2 separate regions of the Mus musculus genome follow, and region 2 is linked to region 1. The links are chromatin contacts, called in public promoter capture Hi-C maps. All regions are on one chromosome and are shown on one strand. The core of a region is the stretch at or near the end of the contact, and the rest is flanking DNA. Distances in the headings are between cores, read along the strand shown. Region 1 holds the start of Ect2 (ect2 oncogene). Region 2 holds the start of Ghsr (growth hormone secretagogue receptor).

The links. Capture Hi-C pulls out chosen DNA fragments and counts their contacts.
Region 2: a promoter capture Hi-C map of adipose tissue shows a contact between it and region 1. The contact joins the promoter of Ghsr here to the promoter of Ect2 in region 1. A contact is called at or near these places in 2 of 39 promoter capture datasets (embryonic stem cells and liver) and 2 of 9 other capture datasets (adipose tissue and liver).

Annotation. Positions count from the first base shown.
Region 1 is chr3:27,152,075-27,155,216 of GRCm38.p6, reverse strand. It overlaps Ect2 (ect2 oncogene), which reads left to right and starts at 1,339. Exons shown (of 24, transcript NM_001177626.1): 1 at 1,339-1,514. It overlaps 1700125G22Rik (RIKEN cDNA 1700125G22 gene), which reads right to left and starts at 1,191. Exons shown (of 3, transcript NR_040548.1): 1 at 907-1,191; 2 at 286-477.
Region 2 is chr3:27,369,773-27,373,000 of GRCm38.p6, reverse strand. It overlaps Ghsr (growth hormone secretagogue receptor), which reads right to left and starts at 1,650. Exons shown (of 3, transcript NM_177330.4): 1 at 1,559-1,650; 2 at 415-1,362. The coding sequence starts at 1,204.

The DNA of each region.
Region 1 (3,142 bases), core at 90-2,589:
CCCAACAGACTGGGAAGCTAGCTCTCCTCGGGCAGGGCACAAAGGAGGCGGCTGCCTTCTACTTTAGTGAGGAGAATGCTTGGAATGCCAGACACACCCCAGTTTAAATTGCAAGCACACTTCTCTGGGCAAGGTCCAGGCCGATTTTTCCTTTCTTCCACTCCAAAGGCTAGTGCGGAATTCTAGTGATTGGCAGGCCATAGATACTGGTAGGCAAAAAACCCTAAAAACCAACCAACCAGACAGACAAAACTATAGATTGTTTTACTCATTCTATGAACTCACCGTAGACTTGTCGAACTGCTTAGGCTGTCAAGAAGTTCTTTTGGTTTTAAAGTAGATTTTGGGCTTAAAGTGAGTTGGCTCAGTGGTTTAAAGCGTTTGTTTCTCACACATAGGCCGTGAGTTTGATTTCCAGCACCCACCTGGTGGTTCATCATTCTCTGTAATTCCAGTCTCTGGGGATCTGGCCTCCTCCTATGTCCAAGGACAGCAGGCACTCACAAATGCACATACGTTCAGGAAAAAATAATATGTATAGGCAAAAAGACACATAAAATTTATCAATCTAAATTTCAAAAGTGCTTTAAAAACCTCTTAATGAGATTTGGGGCCTAGCAACCGATCCAAACACTTGGTAAGGTTTTGAAAGTGAAAAATAATTGTTTTGAGTCCTGGTCTCCTATAGCCTAGGCTGGTCTTGTCCTCCTTAGTACAGGCTTTGAGACCACACCCAGCTAGAAGTGTATGCCTAGGCGACTGTATTATAGAACATTCCATCTAGAAACAAATTTCAAAATAGCAATACTGATCCCAGGGGTAAAACAATCCCTTCTTTTCTAGACTTCCAAGCACAGTCACTAACATTCCTAAGCTGGGAGTTGGGGTGGGGAGGGAGCAACCCACCCAGAAGCAGTTTTGCTTCAGGAGATTCTAAAATCTCCTTATACACTTTTTTATATTAATTACTCAGATGCAAGCTTGTCTTCAAAAATAAAATCTGGTTAGTAGTAAGAGCGGATCGGTTTGCGGTGCTTGGTACTTTTTCTTGAAGTTGGAGGTGATGGCAGAGAGACCGTTCATCAGGAACTGGGCTGTTTACGGAGTAAACAAGCGGTAACCACAGAAACACCTGCTGCATCCAGAGGCGCTGCAGAGCCACGCCTCCTCAAGCCCACATCCGGGCACTCCGCCGACGTTCGCACGCTCCAGCCGTTTACCGGATTTGAAACACACTCACAACCAATCAGCCGGCGCCTCCCGAAGGCAGACGTTGGGATTGACCAATCGGCAGTCCGCCCGAGGTTCCAGCCTATCAAAAGGAGGTTGACAGAGCGCGCCAATCAGCATGGCTCTTAGAGAGAGCGACTGGATTTTTTTGAATCGGAGGCGGCAGCCTCTCTCGAGCCATGGCGGCGCCTGTGAGGGGGAGACTTAGTGTTTGAGAAGGATAAGCGAGGACTGCGCCGTCGTGGTTCCTTTTTAAAATCTCTGAGCGTGGTGAGGACTGCGGGGTGAGTGGGGGACGGGAAGGGATTCGGGAACCCGGAACTGAGCACGGGCCGTGGCGACCAAGGCCGGCGCCCCCGCCGCGGTGAGCTCCCACGGCTGCGTACCTGTCTGTCCCGCTCCCCTCCATCCTCCTTCCCCACATCCGCCTCCTGTCCTGCCCTCTGCTCTCGTCCCGGCCCTTCCTTGCGGGAGGCTGGGCTCTCTATCTATTCTGCTTCTGTCCGGCGCCTCAGGGTGAAGGGCGCAGTTGGGACCGGGATTTTGGCCTCCCGCCCGCCCGCCGCAGCCCCGAGCTGCCTTGATTGTTTTGTGGTTTCCCTCTGGAATTCCTGTAGAATTCCGATTTTCAATTTTTAAAAATATAAAACACAGGCCGCCCCGCCCCTTCCTGGCCACAGATGTGTGTGGTTAGCGGTTAACTTAGCTCCCTCAGTTAGACCCGGCTAGGAGTCGCTGTGTGAGCAACTTCCTTAGCCACAAACTGGATATGACAGTGACATTTGTCTTTTAGGATGGCTGCAAGCGTTAAAAAGTGGCAAGGGAAAGATTTAAGATAGTGACTAAAATATTGAGCTCTAAGTAAATGAGAATCGCTAATTGCACTGTTATCAATAACGTATACACTATTGTAGTTTGGGTTCCTTACTCTGGTGTGACGTGTTTATGGAAAAAAAAAAGGTTTATTTAAAAGAAAAGCTGAAATGACTATTTGTTTAAAAGAATCCATGTGTTTGTGAGACAAGATCTCAGGTACCCCAGCATAGACTTGAATTGTGGAGCCTAGGGTGACAAGGAACTCTGTCTGCCTCTACCCCCTCTTCTGGGTGCTCGGATTACAGGTGTACTTTCACCTTACCTGGTTTCTGAGGTGCCCGCGGATGACTTCATGCACACTGACTGCAGCTGAGTCACATCCCGAGTCAAAGATAGATTGTTTTTATGATCACGATTCCGTTGTGTTTATTTTTAAAAGGTCTGTAGAATATGTGAAAAGGAAGAAAGTGACCTGGTGCACTTAAGTTTGCGGTGATGTTGGGTGCTAGATGCTGGTTGTATCACTAGTGTAGCGTGTAGCTCTTTTGCTGTATATTATGGAGCTGTTTTGGTAATAAATGATCTGTGTATTTAAGCATTTCCAGTGTTTTGGGGTGTAGTGAGAAAGGGTTTAGTTATGTATCTCCTCCCTCTGTTTTGTGGGTGCTGGAATTTTAGGCCACACATTGTCAGTTGTTTGGTGATTTTTTTTTTTAAGAGGATCATGTAAACTAAAAGTATCCTTAAAGGTGCATTGTAAAGCTTTGGCACACAGTTGCACATAATTGTAGGCTGTGTTACCACACTTTTCCCCCTTTGGACTGGGAGATTGAAAAACAAATAAAAATACATGTTTTTTTTTTTTCTCCTGGAAAAAAAAGCAAACATGGTAGTGAACACTTCAGAAGGCTAAGGCATATTTGTTTGTTTGGGCAGGGATGCACTATAGCTCTGCTGGTCCTGGAATTCGCTGTGTAGACTAGACTGGCCTTGAACTCAGAGCTCCACCTGTGTCTGACTCCCAAGCTCTGAGATTAAAAACATGTGCCACTATACCTGACTCTTAGTTTTTTTTTTTAAAGGGGAAATTTTTTTT
Region 2 (3,228 bases), core at 401-2,900, 220 kb before region 1:
ATCTTTAACAGAGTGACACAATTTTTTGGTTAGATTTACCATGGAGCAATTTCTAAACCCAATGCCTGCCTGCTTACCTTAATATGACTTGGATAACCACATATTCTATGTGAGGCACCATTAACAATTAGGGGACTCAATAAACCATAATGAGGTATTTCCATCTTGGACCAAATTTCCCAGAGCAGTACTCATTTAGGGAATTGCCAATATGAGGGGCTTTTTCGTGGAGAAGATACAGGGACAGACAGAGGAAAAAAAACCCGAAAGCAGTGAGACCAAGAACCAAGGACAGAGACAGACAGAGACTTGAGAGACTTAGGGAGAGATGGAGACGACCAGAAACAGAAATAGAGGGCTCTGGCAAAGAGCAAGCAGTGGGGGAAGAAAAGCCACCGGGGTGTCAGAACTCACCAAGCATCTTCACTGTCTGTTTGTGGTTCTGGTCCCTGAGCGAGGAGCCCACCGCCGCGTCGCCGCGCCTCCGCCACAGCTTCCTCCCGATGAGACTGTAGAGCACAGTGAGGCAGAAGACCGGCAGGAAGAAGAAGACGCTCGACACCCATACCATCACGGTGAGCAGCCCAGAGCGCACAGCGAACTCGGTGGCGCGGCACTCGTTGGTGTCCCGGGGATCTGTGCCGTTCTCGTGCTCCACGCCCACCAGCACGAAGATGGGCCCCGCGCTGCAGAAGGCCACGGCCCAAATGACAAGGATGACCAGCTTCACACGGCCCTTGGTGACCACCACCTTGGCCCGCAGCGGGAAGCAGATGGCGAAGTAGCGCTCGACGCTCAGCGCGGTGATGGTGAGGACCGTGGCGTAGGTGCAGCTCTCGCTGACAAACTGGAAGAGTTTGCAGAGCAGGTCGCCGAAGTTCCAGGGCCGATACTGCCAGAGGCGGACGAGGTCCAGCGGCATGCACAGGAAGATGAGCAGATCGGAGAAGGCCATGCTGGATAGGTAGAGGTTGGTGGTGGTGCGCAGCTCGCGGAAGCGGGACACCACCAGCATGGTGAGCAGGTTGCCCGAGATGCCCACCACGAAGAGCGCCACGCAGGTGGCAGTGACGCCCGCCAGCAGCGGCGCGGGGAACAGTGGCAGCAGTTCGTCAGAGAGTGAGTCGTTGCCGGGAGAAGCGTCCCAGTCCAGGTCCAGCGTGACGTTAGGCTCCGGCTCCTCGCTGGGCGTCGCGTTCCACATGTTGCCAGGCTTGGGGTCGCAGCCGCGCGGAAATCTGGTCCCCTGAGGAGGTCCTCCTAGGCGCGGAAGAGTGGGGGCCGGGCGGGGGGCGGCGTGGGGGGAGGAATGGGCGCGAGCAGCAGGAAGGATGCTTGGGGAAGAGAGAAGTGAGAAGAAGCCTAGGAGAAGGTGGAATGGGGGTGCGAACATTAGCGATGAAAGGAAGAGAGTGACCCACTGCACGTCTCTCCCTATTTCCTTCCGTTCCTCCTCTCCCCTCCCTCCCACATCTCTCTTTTCTTCCCCCTTCCCACTATCTTCCCCACACAGTCCCGGTCTCCCAATACAGCCTCGACTGTACACGCACTCACTTACCTGTCACTCTATCGGCGGCGCCACCAGCAGTGCCTGGCACTGGAGATCTCGCCCCAGCAGCCTGTCGTGCTCCCCACAGCGTCCGAGTGCGTGGGCTCTGCGGAAGGCAGGCGCTGCAAAGCGAGTGTGTGAGGGCTCCTCTCTCCACTCTTGGGCGCTAGGGTGGCCGGGAAGGATAGGTCATTTGGGTAAAGTAATGAAGGGTGGAGACCGTAGTGAAAGATGCCTTCAGCAGCGGGATCAAAGCTCTTCCTTCACAGAGAGACGGGAGAAAAAGCGAGTGTTCCCCTCGGTGGAGAAAGAAAGGCAGAGGGGAAAACGGAAGCTTCTATTTGTATTCAAATCAGAGGAGACAGTGCGCACCTGGGAAGAGCTTCTGGCAATCTTAGAACACACCCCAGTGGGTGTTCGCCCGGATTTTAAACCCAGAATCTGCTCTGAGATCACAGATCAAAACCAGAGCTGGTTCATTCTCCAAGTGTGCGAAAGCCCTGTTCTAAATCCCAGCCCTAGGACTTGGTGTGGTTAAGGGGTATGCTGGATGAGCATGAAAGTCACCTTTACAAACTGAAGTAAACTAGCGCAGGGACAAGAACGCTGCAGAGACCCACACAGGGGGAAATGTGTGGCAAGTGCAGGAGCAGAAGCAGCCTGTGCTGCCAGGCTGGCGCACGTCGAGGGTGAGCAGTAAACTTCTTAAAAGCTTGGTTTGGAGAGATCAGCTACTTAGAAGCTGCGATCCCCCCCCCCCCCCCCGGCCAAGAGCTCCAACCTTCGGAGCTTTAGTTTGCTGTTGTTTCTTTGTAAAATGCTAGACAGCGTAAGGATCATTGGGGATGGAAGCCAAACATCTGAGATGCCTGAGCCATTTGACAAATTAATAAGGGCTAGCGTTTCTTCCTGGTTGCTAGTGAGAAAGGGGATTTTCATTCGATGGGAATGAATTTCAGGGCATCTCGGTACTAACAAGGGTCTTCCGAGAACGACCTGCGCATCTGCTGTTCAGATCTGGGAATCCACACCTGAAAAATTGAGAAGACCCTTTGAGAGCTCAGAGCCTCTTCATGGTTCCTGCTCATTAACAGGAACTGTTCAGCACCTCGGCCAGCGCCCGAGCCCCTCACATGTGCACGTGTTCTGATCTGCCTCCTCAAGCCTGAAGCTTTTCCCAACAGTCTTGTGCTTCAGTGCTGAAGGAGGGAGACCACCCACCAAAATGCAGATCAATCATTAACAGTTTCTTGCATACCGGAGTGCAATACCACATGCCTTTGCTAGATGGCTTATTGCCTTCTCTATCACCTAAATTGTTAGCTCACAAGTCAGACAGGAACTCAGTGTATGCACATGTACATGAGACTCACAATGAAAAAAATCAAAATATTGTGTGAAGGAAGTTTGACTCACAGTTTGCCTGTGACTTCACCACACCATGGCTTAGTTACACTGATGCATTACAGACTTTGTTCCAAATTGACTTTGAATTTATCTAAAATATCGTCAAACCCAGAGCCATCAAGATAGCTCAGCAAGTAAAAGAGCTAACCTCCAAACCTGATGACCAGAGCTCCAGCCTCAGAGCCCACCTGTGCATATGAGTGACCTCCACATGGCACATAATAGATAGATAGAGAGAGAGAGAGAGAGAGAGATGTAAAAATAGGTAAAAT